Linked DNA regions of Zea mays: region 2 is linked to region 1. Evidence: chromatin contacts called from public Hi-C data. All regions are on one chromosome and are shown on one strand. The core of a region is the stretch at or near the end of the contact, and the rest is flanking DNA. Distances in the headings are between cores, read along the strand shown.

Region 1 (7,398 bases), core at 2,379-4,878:
GGACAATGTCTGGTGAGCCAACGGAGAAACAGTCACCTGCACAACGGTCGACTGCAAAAGTGAACAGTGCGCGGTCAGGTCAAAAGTCAGAGCAGCGATGCCAGGACGCATCGGACATGTCCGGTGCAGCTACAAGACAAAGGACTTCAACGGTCAACCGCTCCAAACCCTAACGTGGCACGCACCGGACACTGAACAGTGCCATGTCCGGTGCACCACCGGACTGTCCGGTGCGCCATCGACAACAACGACTAGAATAGTGGTTGGGGCTATAAATACCCCAACCACCTCCATTCAAGCCATCCAAGTTTTCTGAACTCAACATTCAATACAAGAGTAAAAGACTACACCCCAAGACACAATCAATAGATCAAATCCCCTCCAAGCCTCCAAATCAACTCAATTGCTTAGTGACTTGAGAGAGGGTGTTTTGTGTTCTTTTGTTGCTCTTGTTGCTTGGATTGCTTTCTCCTTCTCATTCTTATTTCTCTAAGTGCTTTGTAAAGCTAGCAAGAGACACCTAAGTTTGTGGTGATCCTTGCGGGGTCTTAGTGACCCAAGTGATTAAGGAGAAGCCTCGACCAGTCTGTGTAATCGATTGAGAGAGGGAAAGGGTTGGAATAGACCCGGCCTTTGTGGCCTCCTCAACGGGGACTAGGTTCTTTGGAACCAAACCTCGGTAAACAAATCACCGTGTTCACTTGTTGATCTTCACTTGATTTATTTCCCCTCTTTCCTCTCTCTAAAAGTTCCCTTGCTCATATTGATTTGAGTTTGCTCCCAAAGGTTATCCGCGTTGATTGAGCAACTCATAGCAAGGAGAACTATCTTCCGTATTTCGATTTAATTCTAACGCTAACCCCAGCCTTAGTGCGTGTTCAAAGTTTATAATTTTTAGGTTTCGCCTATTCACCTCCCTCTAGGCGACTTTCAAAAAGCTTCTGCAATGTTGAATTTCAGGCACACGATCAAGAGGGTTACTGCACTTGAAGGGATAATGGACACAAGGTATCAAAAGTTACCTTTTTACCAACTTACTTCTCCATCTTACTTGGATATTCTCTAATTGATCTCTTTGGTCCTTTTCTGTTCTCTAAAAATACTCTCAAATGTAACCGACTCTGACATGTATGCACAAGTTTTCCTTGCAGTGGCACCTATACACGTGCCAGCTCTACTGATGTGTGTTTCAGGAAATTAATTTCAGCATGTCCAAGTGAATTCTACTCCTATTCCAATCATCCTATGATTAAGTAATCATAATCACCAACATTATAGTTATAGAAACTGATAGTTCAAGTATAATACTCAAAACTCGCCTGATTTGATCTTATGGTCTGCAGCTCTAGCGAGCCCGCGCCTCCATCTTCAGACAAAGACTCATATATTTCCAAACACCAATCTATTAAGGATAATACCTCCGAATCTATAATAACTAGTGAGTCTTCAGCATCGTGATACAATGATGAAGCTGGGCGCAAGAATTTGGCTGACTCAAACTCTCCATCCACAAATCCTCGGGAAGATCGAAGATCCAATCTTCAAAGAAAAAGGGAAAATCATTGCATGCCCATATGTTAAAAATAGAATGGCAGTTTGTCAGTGATGAGACAATAGACAAATTCTATAGACATCCTAGTAGCCTTCATCAAAAGTGCATCATTGAAGTCGAATTGGCATCGGAAATGGACATGTCAACCCTTAACTCTATCCCTAGATTGCAGTCTGAGCAAAAATACGTGAGGAATCAACAACAAGTAGTTTTACATTCAAGCTGAATCAGTTTGATCAGATATACATCACCCAACTTATCTAGCGCACAAACTCCCCTTATCTAAACTTCTAGAGATAATCTAGGTGTTGTTGCTAACAAGCAACACAGTAGCATGCTCGTACTTGCACACCCACTCCGAGTCCATGCAGCCCTCGGGGCTTCAACCTCTCCAGCGTCGAGATCTACTCGTTGTAGTCTTCGCGCAACCCCACCCCGCGCGGATCCAGCCTCAATCACGCTGACTTCTTCAACATCGTCGGTGCCTGCAGAGGAGTTGCGGGTGATGAGAAGGGCGCCGCTGGACACACGTCCCAACCGCAGGCACATGCTCGTCTAGAGCTCTAGTGAGACCCGCGCCTCCATCTTCTTTCTATGCGAGGTAGGGTGGGGGTGGGAGGGGGCGAGATATGGAAATAGAAATCACTCACTCCTCGGACGGGCTATTCCATGTGGGGAAACGGAGTGGCAACAATTAAAGCGTGGAGGGTGGCGGCAGACGGGGCGAGCCGCTCGGTCATGGTGGTTTGTTAGGCGTGGAGGGTGACGGTGAATGCGGTTTTATAGCGTACAGAGAAGCCAGGGCGAATGGATGGATATGTGTTTCATTGTGATGACTGCAGATAGCGAGAGACAACGTGGTTGGGTCGTGGGAAGGGAGAGGACGGTAGGTTGAGAGAAGCAAAATACAAGAGGTTTTACATAAAAATATGACGAAAGACAACCGTCGAAACTGATGTTTTAATATAGTAAGGAAATTAGTTTCTACACACTTAGGTGATTTTTAAATTTAAGCTAGCGTTATTGAAAAGAGAAAAACATCTTTTTTTTTTGGACGGAGGAGCAGGGGCCGCAAAGCGTGCCACGCTGAAAAGTACTCCGAAGAACGCGGACACTAGCTAGTGTTGTACTACTTGCCGTAGTGCACACGGGATGGCCCTTGGCCGCCGCCGTGCAGTGCAACGGCACGGAACGCTCTGCAGTTTACGCGGCGCGCTGACGTGGCCTACGGTCCTCGCCCCCGAAATCGGGGACGCGCACGGACCCCGTCAGGCCGTCACTCGCTCGACTCGACCCAATCGAACCGGCCAATCCGAGGTGCGAACGCTCACCGCGAGCGACCCCGCGCCGCCTATCGCCGGGGGCGGCTCAGACTGTCCGCAGCGCATGACTCTACCCCTCCCCTTGCGCGTGGATGGCGGCTACAGGTAACCGCTACCAGCTGCAGCGCCCTCCCCTAAATGGCCCTCTAGTCGGCGGCCCTCTTCTCTCTCTCCCTCAATTTAGGGCCTGATTGGTTGCCCGCATATAGGCCAACCAGGCTCACGGTATGCGGTCGTAGTGTATTTGGTTGTAGGTTGCATCCACGTAACCAGGCGCGTGCTACTTTGCCGCTTGTTTGGTTTGCCGCATATGCATCAGCGCCTGTGTCTCGCGATGCAAAAAAGGAGCTCGGGCCAGGCTCTGGAGATGCGACCAAAATCTGCGCATCTGTGGAGCCAGGCTCACGCGATGCACAGCCAGGCTGCCGCGGACCTGGCTCGCTCGGCCATGCTGCCTAGATACGGCAACCAATCAGGCCCTTAGCGTTTCACTGTTCACTCCCTACAACACTGTACTGTGGGTCCACGAGTAATTGTTAGTAGATAAAAAATTGATAGTTGGTATAGAAAATGATATTTTATAGTGGTAGTGGGGTATAGGGGGAGTATTTAGGGGGAACCGCTGCGGGAGATTAAAAAATAGGGAGGAAAATAGAGGGAAAAAGTGATATAGGAGGAAAAATTTAGGGGTAACGGTTGCGGATAGTCTCACGGCTACCGGCTGCTGCCACCCGCGCCCGTCTCTCTTCCACCTCGTTCGCCTGGCTATAAATACCCGCATCCCGTTGCTCTCGCGGCCCCTCCATCCCTCCCGACGGCATCCCCTTCCCCTGCCACTCGCCTCCGCTCCGCGCAGGTAACGACGAGGCTCATCGCTCACTCGCCCGTGAATTCCTGATTAGAACCTTCGTTTCAGCACCGCTCGCTCGCTGGCTCGCCCGTGTACCGAACCCGTGATCTCACGCCGTCCTTTTTGGCATGCCGTTGGGTTTGTTCAGTACTTCAATTTGGGCGGGTGGCTTGCGCTGAGATGCCGGCGGGATTCTGTGGGTGATTTAGGCGACAGCGACCTGCGTTGATGCGTTGAGTAGTGTCGAGCTCGAGGCCACCGTATCGGATGGATTCGTCCGCCCTCGAGAGTTTCAGTGCCTCTGCGATGATTTCTGCGCGGATCGTCTCATACCGTGGGGCGTGGTCCCGGCGAAGGGGCGGCAGGCTGCTTTGTTGGGAAACACCAGCTAACCAAGCCTGTTCCCGTTGGGTCTGGGTTAGACTTGGTAGGGAGATCCCATCCCCACCCCCTGTTGCGAGACATTGCTCCAGACTTTAGTTTGAGCGAGATATTTGCCTGTTGTCCCAGAGCTGAAACCCGATGTGAAATTTGTTTCGCCTGTGTCCTTAATTTCACCTTCAGCCGAAGGCTACGTTTGTTTTGGTAGGATGCTGTTTACTGTTGCGAGAGATCCCTGACTGTCACTCCCAAGTGCCAATTTGATTGAATTTGAGGTAGGGTGTCTCCGGATGGGGTCTATGGTTATGTGGGTGCTATAGCTTGAACCCAGTTAGATCTGGCCTGAACTTCAGCTTGAACCATCAAGGTTGTATGTTTTTCATCAGTAGTTCTAGCCTTCACTGTTACACAAATTGCTTTTGGTGGTTTCCAGATTATAGGTTTTAATATGGTTGCACGATACCTTTATGCTGACTCATCTACTGTCAGCTGCATGTGCATCACAAGTTGATGCAAAGAAAAAAAATCAAGGGTAATCGATCACATGATTGGTTGAGAAGTTGTCATTCAGTAAGACAAAATGGACTTTGATAATTTGTTGCCATCTTTTGCACTAAGAGATTGTGACAAACAAATCAAGTTGCGGTTGCCAAAGTTTATTTGCGGTTCTCTGTAATTGCTTCTCTATTCAAGAGGACAAGATAACAAGGCTGTGGCTGTGCTTTGTTTTGGTCAGTAATGATATCTAAGTGCTCTATTGCTATAGATACAGATGGTGCTTTTGGTCTTGGTCATTGTCATGTGGAGTAGCGTGCACAGATGTGATTCTCTCAAGATTGCTTGTGCTCATATTGTCGTGGGACTATTGGTAGCTTTTGTGTTGGACGTTTCTCATCTTAGGGTATATGTAGGTTCCTTGTGTTACCTTACTATGTCTGTTGTTTTCTCCCATGTGACGGTACTGAGTTTTACAGCTGACTTTACGCTAAACTGAAAACATATGTCCATAGAGAGAACCTTGCTCGTTGACATTTTTATTCCTTTTTTATGTCACTCACATCTCAGCAACTATCATTAATATCTTTTTTCTTTGTCTGTTTGTGCTGCTAAGTGCTAACACAGTGCTACTTTCATTGGCAGATTAGTATTTTAAACTCAAGATGGTTAACTTCGGGAAGAAATTGATGGCTGATCAAATTCCAGAATGGAAAGGGTACTGTTTATATCTGTATAGGTTTCTGTTTATACTTTACAGTGAACCAATCTATATTACTACAAAGTTATGGGTTCTCTGAATAACATCTACTTCCAATTCATTCAGTGGCTTTCTTTTTCTTTTCGAATTTAAATCATTTGCGTGCATTTACTGAACAAATTGATAATCTGGTTATGAAGCATTGACATTATTCAATCTTTGATTGTTTTGTAATAGCATTCATGGCTATGCTGCCTTGTAGTTTTGACACATCGCATTTCTGTGGTCTCTGTTTACTATACTCCTTAGTGTAAAAGATTCCATACTTGCATCCTTAGTTACCAAGCTTGACTGTTGTCTCTATGTCAATGTTTTCAGATATTATATCAATTACAAGTTGATGAAGAAGAAAGTTAAACAGTATGGCCAGCAGCTCCAGCAGGGCGAGAAAGATCGTCGCCGGGTTCTGAAGGATTTCTCGAAGATGCTTGATGATCAGGTAATGATATTAAATAAAAATCTGTGCAAAGTCATCAGTTCAAACTCCCTGATCTGCTTTAACTTGCAGAATTTAGCTTCTCTCTGGATATTTAACTTGCTGATTGTAGCATCAACTTGGTGAGCATGCATTATCCATATCTGACCTCTGTATGCACTTGCATGTTCAGCAAGACGGTGCTATTTATGTAAATGACGTTCATAAATACGATGCTACATAAATACTATAAGAAGAGTTGACAATTTCTTCAGAAATTTAATTTGTGTACTTTTAAAGTTCCAGCTTTGGTACATAATTCATGTACTTTTTCTGAACTAATTTGTAGTTCAGCTGGTATTCTTCTTGGTTTGATATTGGTGTGAGTAATTATATCCAACTGTTCCTACTGGGGTCAGTGTATTAATCTCTTATTCTCCGTTTACTCAGATAGAGAAGATTGTGCTGTTTCTGTTGGAACAGCAAGGAATGTTGGCAAGCAGGATTGAGGAGTTAGGAAAGCAAAGGGCAATACTACAAGACCAGCCAGATATATCTGGTATTGCTGAGTTACGAGAAGCTTATAGGGAAGTTGGTATTGACCTCATCAAACTCCTTAAATTCGTTGATCTTAATGCAACTGGCATTCGGAAAATTTTGAAGAAGTTTGACAAGCGTTTCGGCTATAGATTTACTGATTACTATGTGACAAGTAGATCAAATCACCCGTACTCTCAGCTGCAACAGGTCTTTAAGCATGTGGTAATGCACTAACTCCAGATTTAGTATCATTGAAATCTGTTGTACGTTTATTTGTACTTGATATGTTCTCTTGCTATGTCTTTGCCTTTACAATCCATGGAAACTCGGCAGTATACCTTACCTGTTCTATGCAACCAGGGTGTAGGAGCTGTTGTAGGAGCTTTGTCACGTAACCTTGCTGAACTTCAAGAACGTCAAGGAAGCTACTTATCTATTTATGATCAGCCATCTTCTGCTCTTAAGGTTTGTTTCTCTTGTAAACTACTAATGCGATATCATTTTAAGAACATTTTCCTGCTCATTCAGTAGAGTAGGTGCTATTCTCAAGACTTTGCAGGCTTGCAGCTGATCATGTTTGGTTTTGATCCCCTGCAGGACCCCATCATTGATATGATAAACTCCTCAGTTGATAAGTTGACAAGGTCAACTAATTTTCTTCGCTTTTTGGGGCAACATGCCTTGATTGTGGATGAGGAGTCTCCTAGTACTGCAGGAGAGGAAGAAATAGAAGATCAGAAATACCATTTCATGTCCCTTATGCTGAACCTGGTGAACACATTTCTTTACATGGTCAACACATACATCATTGTGCCAACTGCAGATGACTATTCAGTAAGCCTTGGGGCAGCTTCTACTGTTTGTGGTGTGGTCATTGGTTCAATGGCTGTTGCACAAATATTTTCCTCTGTTTACTTCAGTGCATGGTCCAACAAGTCATATTTCAAACCGCTTGTTTTCAGTAGCATTGTTTTGTTCTTGGGGAATGTATGCTATGCAATGGCATATGATATGAAGTCCCTAACAGTCCTTATTATCGGCCGTTTACTCTGTGGGTAAGTATCCTGGCACATAATCACAGTT
Region 2 (7,398 bases), core at 3,005-5,504, 170 kb after region 1:
TGGAAGACTCCATTTGCAATCCATCTTTCTGGCCTGAAATCTTCAGCATCTTCACCCCAGAGGTATGTCATCCTCCCCATTGCATAAATCATGTAGTTGATGCCATCTCCTTTTATCACTTTATAGCCATTAGGTAGTACATCATCGTCTTCTGCCATCTTACCATCCTGTAAAAGTGCCACAGAAAATTTCACGAATGAAATGCCAAATGTGGAAAATGCAAGTCTATGCAAATAACAGGAACATGGTGTTACTGTTACATAGAGATTTATTATATTATTTCCTGCATAATGGCATACATTATAATTGACTAATTTGCTTAAACTTCTTGAAAACATATTCCTGTAATTTTCCTCCGATGCCAATTTAGCCTTGAATAGGAGTGAATAGAAAACCACTATCTATATGCCTGAACCTTGATTTGTGGCTTCCATTGGATTTTAAGTCTAGCCTGCCCCAACTTGCTTGGGACTAAAAGATCTTGTTGTTGTTGTTGTTGTCCTTTGTTACTAATTTGTCCCTTTTTTGTTGATAAAATCATTTCAAAGGAAAATTCAACTTGACAACTGCTAGTAGCAACTTAAGGCTTTTTACAGTATCTAACTTCTATTAATTTTACATGGAAATAGACCATCCCATTTCCTTTCTCTGGTATTTTTAACAAATTCTTGCAGATTTCTGAAGACTAATTTCATGTATGTGTAATAGTTAGTGTATTTTCACCCCAAACCATATAACTAAGATCATTTTCAGTTAGCTAGTTAGGTTCATACTGGTAACAAAGGACTTCAATATTTCATTATGACAGGTATGTTAAGAAAGCATTGTAGATTATTGTAGTCATGTCATGTTTGATATCCCAATTAGGCTAAACCATGATCGACTTTGTTTACATGGACCCTAGACCCTAGTCAAGGAATAGCCTAAAGAGGATTTATTTGTACCACTGGAACAGCTGGATACAGCCGTAGTGTCTCAGAGATCGCAGCGTGGAGGTAGTGCATTTTGTCAATTGCTCTGTCATTCAATCTTGCAGTGAAGTCTTCTCTGTTGTTATCTTCCTCCGCCCACTCAACGGACTCCTTAATTTCGAGGGCAACTTTATCCTGCACTATAGGATTCTTACAAAGCATGTATAAGAACCAGGAGAGTGTGTTCCCAGTTGTGTCTTTCCCAGCAATCAGAAAATTGAGGACTATGTCACGCAGGTAACAATCATTGATCATTTCAGGGTCCTCTTTGCTTGCTATTATGAATCTTGATAGTATGTCCTCTCTGGCTTTCTGCACGCATCATAAAGGTGAAGATAGAGTTCACTTAAGAGACGACGTTGCAGAAGTAAAGCTGTGCAGTATATTTACTCTGGATACTAACAGTAGATTCAAAAGCTGCTTAAACTTTCTGGAGTCTACACGCTCCACAAGGCATGAAAGCTGATAAACATAACACCACCCTTCAGAGCTCAGATATGATTTAGGGCTAGTTTAGGAACCTCAATTTTTCAAGGGATTTCTATTTTCCCATGGAAAAATAAACTAATTTCCCTGGGGAAAATAGAAATCTCTTGGGAAATTGGGGTTCCCAAACTAGCCCTTAGATGTAAATTTAGGTGGTTTGTATATGATGCATGACATATTGATCCTTCAACAGATCTAAAATTGTCCGCCTTGTTTGGATGTGTTGGCACCTTTTTCGGGCGCCAAACACTCAACAAGAACCGGCGGCGGTGCTCTCTGCACAGGCGTGGACGGTCCGCGGCCAGAGGCCAGATGGTCCGCGACCTGGCGCAGGGCTAGGGTTCCCTACCTGACGGCCGGACGGTCCGCGCCCTAGGGCTGGACGGTCCGCGCGTGCGCAGGGGCGGCGAAAGATCGCCGGCGGCGCCTAGATCTTGCTCCCGGGAGGGACCCGTCGGGGAGGAGAGATCCTAGGGGTTGTCTAAGCTCGGCAGGCCGACTTAGACTCCTCTAATCGATGTAGAGTCGAAGAGAAGCGGAGAATTTGGGGATTGGAATACTAAACTAGGGCTAAACTAGAACTAGACTAGAACTACTAATGCATAAGGTAAAAACGAGTAATAGACTTGATTTGATCAATTGTTGGGGGTTCAATCGGCCGTAGCCCTTCATCTATATAAAGGGGAGGTCTGGATCCGCTTCGAACTGATTTCCGAGTCAATCCCACGGTTTTAGGTAACAAATCCCGTGAGAAACTAGGAACCCTAACTGACTCTGCGCACGCGCGGACCGTCCGCGCCACCACCGCGGACAGTCCGGACCGCGGACCGTCCGGCCTCAGGGCTAGACCGTCCGCGTGGCCCTTTTTGGCTTCCAACAGGATGCAAATATCTCATGGCTAGGCACAAAGATCTCTTATTTTAGTGCCAGATCGAGTTTTCTGCATCAGGTTGTTACCAAAAAGCATATACCAACACAGAAGGTGGACAAGCTTATATTGAGGCTAGAGTTTTGCAGCCCTTACATTATCTTGCCCGTTCATTTGCTCTCTCTTTTGGTGTATCAAATTCATCACAAAGTCATCAATGATCTGAATGTTCTTTCTGAGCTTCGCTTCTGATCCAATATTGAAATAACGTTTCAGCTGCCAGAACAGATCGACATAGCGGTGGTAGACAATACAGTTTGCCTCATCAAAGGCGTTGCTGAACTGAACACTGGATTTATCTGATCCAGATAGCGTGTTCAGCTCGAAACCAAATCCCACTTTAAAGATTGAATCCATAGTTGTTTTCATCAAAAGATCCTGAAAAAGGATGCATTAATATGATCCAATTTTTCTATCAAATACAAATATTATGTATTTTCTCGGTTCCAAATCATAAGACGTTTTAGCTTTTTTTAGATACATTGATTTTATTACGTATCTAGACATAGTGTATATCTATGTGCTTAATCTATGTATTTAAAAAAGCCAAAATGTCTTATAATTTAGAACGGAGGGAGTAGCACTTAACTAATATTTACCAATATGACCGTATTTACGAAGTAATGATATATATGCACTTTCATGTTAGTGATGTAGGTACCTGCATGTTTAGAATAGTTCTGTTAGCTGCTGCAGATGATATCTTATCTACCAGTCTTGTAGCATTTGCTCTGAAGACAACGCTGCTGAATTCACGTAGCACTTTGGTTGAGAATTCATGGCTTGCCAGCTTCCTCTGGTGCCTCCAGCTATCCCCATCTATTGCAAAAATTCCATCCCCGAAGAGATCCTTCATTACTCCAATATTGTAGGCTCCCTGTGTATCATTCTCAAATGAGTTCAAAATCATGTCCATAAGCTCATATTGTTGTAGCCTGCCATTTCAGTTGGTTGCATGGTTAAGTACTTAAATGATCTGGCAGAAAAGATGAAAAGGTTGAAGTCACACTTAAAAAAGTAATTTCAAGGGTGATGGTATTCTTGCTGAATCAAGTGTAGTGTTGTTTCAAGTTAATTGCAGATTACTGAAGTTCTGACACCATTTGATGCAGGATTTAGGCATCTGGCACATAATAAATTGAGCTACGTGCTGATATGAGACTGGTGGACATGGAAGGGGGGATAAAAGAGTTTGACGGGTTCGGGAAACCACCTTGCTGTATTTGCTGAAGTTGGTCCTGAGGACATGCTCAACGACAGCGGGGTCGGCTGTGAAGAGCTCGCTGTGTCCAGGGTAGACCAGCCGGCTGGTGCGATGCGCCAGCGCGTACCTGACATGCTCGTCGAACAGCCTGTCGAAGTTCTTGAGCTGCCGGAGCATCGTCCCCGTGAGCGGCGGCCGGCCCGGGTCTCTCCGGGCGAACTCTCCGGCGCAGAAGACAGCGAATGACGCGACGGCGCCCAGGACGTAGAGGGTGAGCACCAGCAGCGCTGCGGCAAGAGCTGACAGCAGGCACAGTCCTGCCGGCGCGGCGAGGGAGGGTAGCTGGGAAGCCATTGGAGAGCTGGAGCTGCTGCGGTGCAGAAGGTTGCCGCGCTGACTCAGAGCAAGATGGCAGCCAGTGAGGCAGTGACGTGTTTTTCTATCGACAGTAATACGTTATGTTTGGGCTCACATGTGCAGTGAGTGACGTTATGACATCCAGTCCACTACGGCACTACCCGCCGGCACAGAGGGCCTCGCACAGTCGCACTCTTTATTATAGCCACGGCCGGCCGGTGGACGACAGCACCACACCACCTCCAACTACCCGAGACCATCGACGAGCATCTTCCTGCATCTGCAATGGCTGCCGCTACCGTGTCCGTCCCCCGCATCAAGCTGGGCTCCCAGGGGCTAGAGGTCTCCGCGCAGGGCCTCGGCTGCATGGGCATGTCCGCCTTCTACGGTCCGCCCAAACCCGAGCCTGACATGATCAAGCTCATCCACCACGCCGTCGCCGCCGGGGTCACCCTCCTTGACACCTCCGACATGTACGGCCCGCACACCAACGAGATCCTGCTAGGCAAGGTCGGTCCGCTCGAATTAGATCTCTGTTTCCTGTGGCCCTTTTCAAGTTTGCACTGAAGATGTTCGATGTAATGCTTCTGAATTCGTGAAGGCGCTTCAAGGCGGTGTAAAGGAGAAGGTCGAGCTGGCCACCAAGTTTGCCGTCTCCTTCGCCGACGGCAAGCGCGAGATCCGCGGTGACCCGGCGTATGTACGGGCAGCCTGCGAGGCCAGCCTCAAGCGGCTCGGCATCGACTGCATCGACCTCTACTACCAGCACCGCATCGACAAGAAGGTGCCCATCGAGGTCACGGTGAGCGCGGTGTACCTTCTCCATTTGATTCCTTTGTTTGGTAGATGTGGCTGTCACCTGCGCGTGGTCGATGTGAACATACAAGTGGAAGCTGGAAATGCCGGCCGGGGTATTCTTGCACGTCAGTGAGTGATGGTGGTTGGTGGAGACAGGTTTGTTGGAGGTTGGTGTCTACAACATACGAGTGGTCTGTGGTTATAATAATAACATACGGGCCCTTGCGTAAATAATTGGCAAAGATGTCATGCTGGCATATAATGCAAGATTTCACTTCTATAATCTCAATCGCCATCCTGAATTTAACCTAGAAACAAAAGAAACCTCCCACCCTGTTTGGCAGAGCTCAAACCCCTAGAACTGGTGGTGATAATAAAACTAATGTGATGCAGACACCCGTCCTTGCAGTAACTTCTTGGACTTTTTTTATGTACCGTTGCATATACCAGCAACTGTATCTAGTGGCAGATCCAGGATTATATCTAAGAAAATGTAGACAAAACTAATAATCTAATTAATGTTTAATACGACACAAGTAACAAGATACAATTCAAATATCTAAGAAATATGTAGATTAAATACTCAATATATATCGCTCATATGAGTTGCGTTAGAAATATCTTTCTTTTGTTTCTTGATAAAAAATCTAACTATCCTATCCCTACAAACATAAAAATAATTTTATCAATTATTCTAGCAAATAATTGACCAAACCAAACTAACTAAAGTCTAAAAATCTAATGTGCTGGTGAACAACAATCTATGTTTAGCAAGTGAACAAATGAAGAATTATATGAGTCACAAAGTAAAGTCTAGACTCTAGACAGCTGACCATGAGAGAAAAAGAAAAGGGCCAGGCGCAGAGCCAATTCCCCTGTCACCTTGCCAGGCTTCAGTAACACGTCTCTTGCAGCATGCCAGCATGCACTGCAGCAACCTGCAGCCTGCACTGCAGGGCAGCGCGCTTGCCTGGCAGCTGGCGCCTAGCGCCCTGCCTGTGCGGGTGAGAACCTGGCTGCTACCTCCTGCCGTGCGTGGTGTTGTGTTTCCGACTACACCGTGACCGGGGCTGCAGCCCAGGCAGCCCCGGGTTCAGATCTGCCCCTGACTCTATCAATCATATCAGATATTGTATCCATCCACGCGTTGACAAATTATCGTTTCTTTTTGGCCTATTTATATTACTGCCAGTTCGCATATGATGTCATGTTTATAATTTCCCTTTCTCTTACAATCCATAATGCACCTTGTAAGCCATGTGTTGAAGTATATAAGTGGATTGCCTATCTTCTCCTTGTAAGTGAAGTAGAATGCAGGAATTGTGTCTTGTATTGATATAGTAGAGGTGCTGTTACATATATAGGGGAAGGCCAGAGGCAAAAGGAAACCTCCTAAACAAGGAAACAATAGGACCCTAATTGATCCTTACCATCCTGGACTCTTCCCCAAATCTCTCTCTATCCTAACCTGCTATACAAGGCTGACCGGCTGCTTATGGAAGCCAGGCATCACGCCTATATACAAGGCAATGAATATTGCTGTCTAACATCCCCCCGCAGTCGATACGTTTGTTGAGCGAACGTTGAGGCTGGACCGAAAATCAGTGAACACCGAAGACGACAGACCTTTAGTGAAGACGTCAGCAAACTGTGAAGTCGTCGGTACATGTAGGACACAAACATTGCCAAGGGCAACATGTTCCCGAACGAAATGAATGTCGATCTCCACATGTTTGGTGCGCTGGTGCTGAACGGGGTTGGAGGACATGTAGACAAAACTGATGTTGTCACAGTATACCAAGGTCTTCTTCGGCATAGGAGCATGCAATTCAGTCAACAGCTGTCGAAGCCAAGTGGCCTCAGCAACGGCATTAGCAATAGCACGGTATTCGGCTTCAGCACTGAAGCGAGAAACCGTATTCTGGCGCTTGGAAGACCAGTAGATCAGGTTGTCGCCGAAGAAGACAACATAGCCAGAGGTGGATCTGCGGGTGTCCGAACAGCCCGCCCAATTGGCATCAGAGTGAACAACCAACTCAGTTTGAGAAGTTGGTCGAAGAAACAGCCCCAGATGCAAAGTGCCTCTGATGTATTGTAGGATGCGCTTGAGGGCAGCCAAGTGTGGTTCTCGTGGATCATGCATGTGGAGACAAACCTGCTGAACAACATAAGCAATGTCTGGACGGGTGAATGTAAGGTACTGAAGAGCTCCTGCAAGACTGCGGTAATTAGTGGGATCTGAAACTGGAGTGCCATTAGAGGGGAGCTTGGGGTTCACCTCGACTGGTGTAGTACATGGCATGCAGTCACTCATATCAGCTCGCTCAAGAATCTCAATCATGTACTGATGCTGGGAAAGATAGATGCCTGAGGTAGAGTGCTGAACATGCATGCCGAGGAAATGGTGAAGTCTGCCAAGATCCTTCGTAGGAAATTATTGCTGGAGGGCACTGATACGTCGTAGTGTTGGCAGGGAGGAGGCAGTGAGCACAATATCATCCACATACAGAAGAAGGTAGGCCATGTCTGCACCCTTGTGATAGACAAACAAGGACGTATTTGTTTTACCTCAATGAAACCGAGCTGCAGAAGGTGAGAAGCGAATCTGTTGTACCATGCACGGGGGGCTTGCTTGAGTCCATAAAGAGAGCGGT

Evidence for each region. A called contact is a pair of places that touch in the nucleus more often than the background predicts.
Region 2: a contact with region 1 is called in a Hi-C map of tassel, with 2.0 times the contacts expected there. The contact joins the promoter of LOC100282958 here to the promoter of LOC100501338 in region 1. A contact is called at or near these places in 2 of 25 Hi-C or Micro-C datasets (endosperm and tassel).

What each region holds. Positions count from the first base shown.
Region 1 is chr6:73,117,356-73,124,753 of Zm-B73-REFERENCE-NAM-5.0, forward strand. It overlaps LOC100501338, which reads left to right and starts at 3,629. Exons shown (of 11, transcript NM_001362598.1): 1 at 3,629-3,730; 2 at 5,246-5,318; 3 at 5,679-5,799; 4 at 6,226-6,537; 5 at 6,676-6,780; 6 at 6,913-7,370. The coding sequence starts at 5,266.
Region 2 is chr6:73,281,920-73,289,317 of Zm-B73-REFERENCE-NAM-5.0, forward strand. LOC100282958 reads left to right here and starts at 4,255. Exons shown (of 5, transcript NM_001155863.2): 1 at 4,255-4,456; 2 at 4,548-4,748. The coding sequence starts at 4,313. It overlaps LOC100273436 (putative cytochrome P450 superfamily protein), which reads right to left and starts at 3,980. Exons shown (of 6, transcript NM_001147873.1): 1 at 3,599-3,980; 2 at 3,047-3,262; 3 at 2,482-2,763; 4 at 945-1,283; 5 at 1-167. The coding sequence starts at 3,943.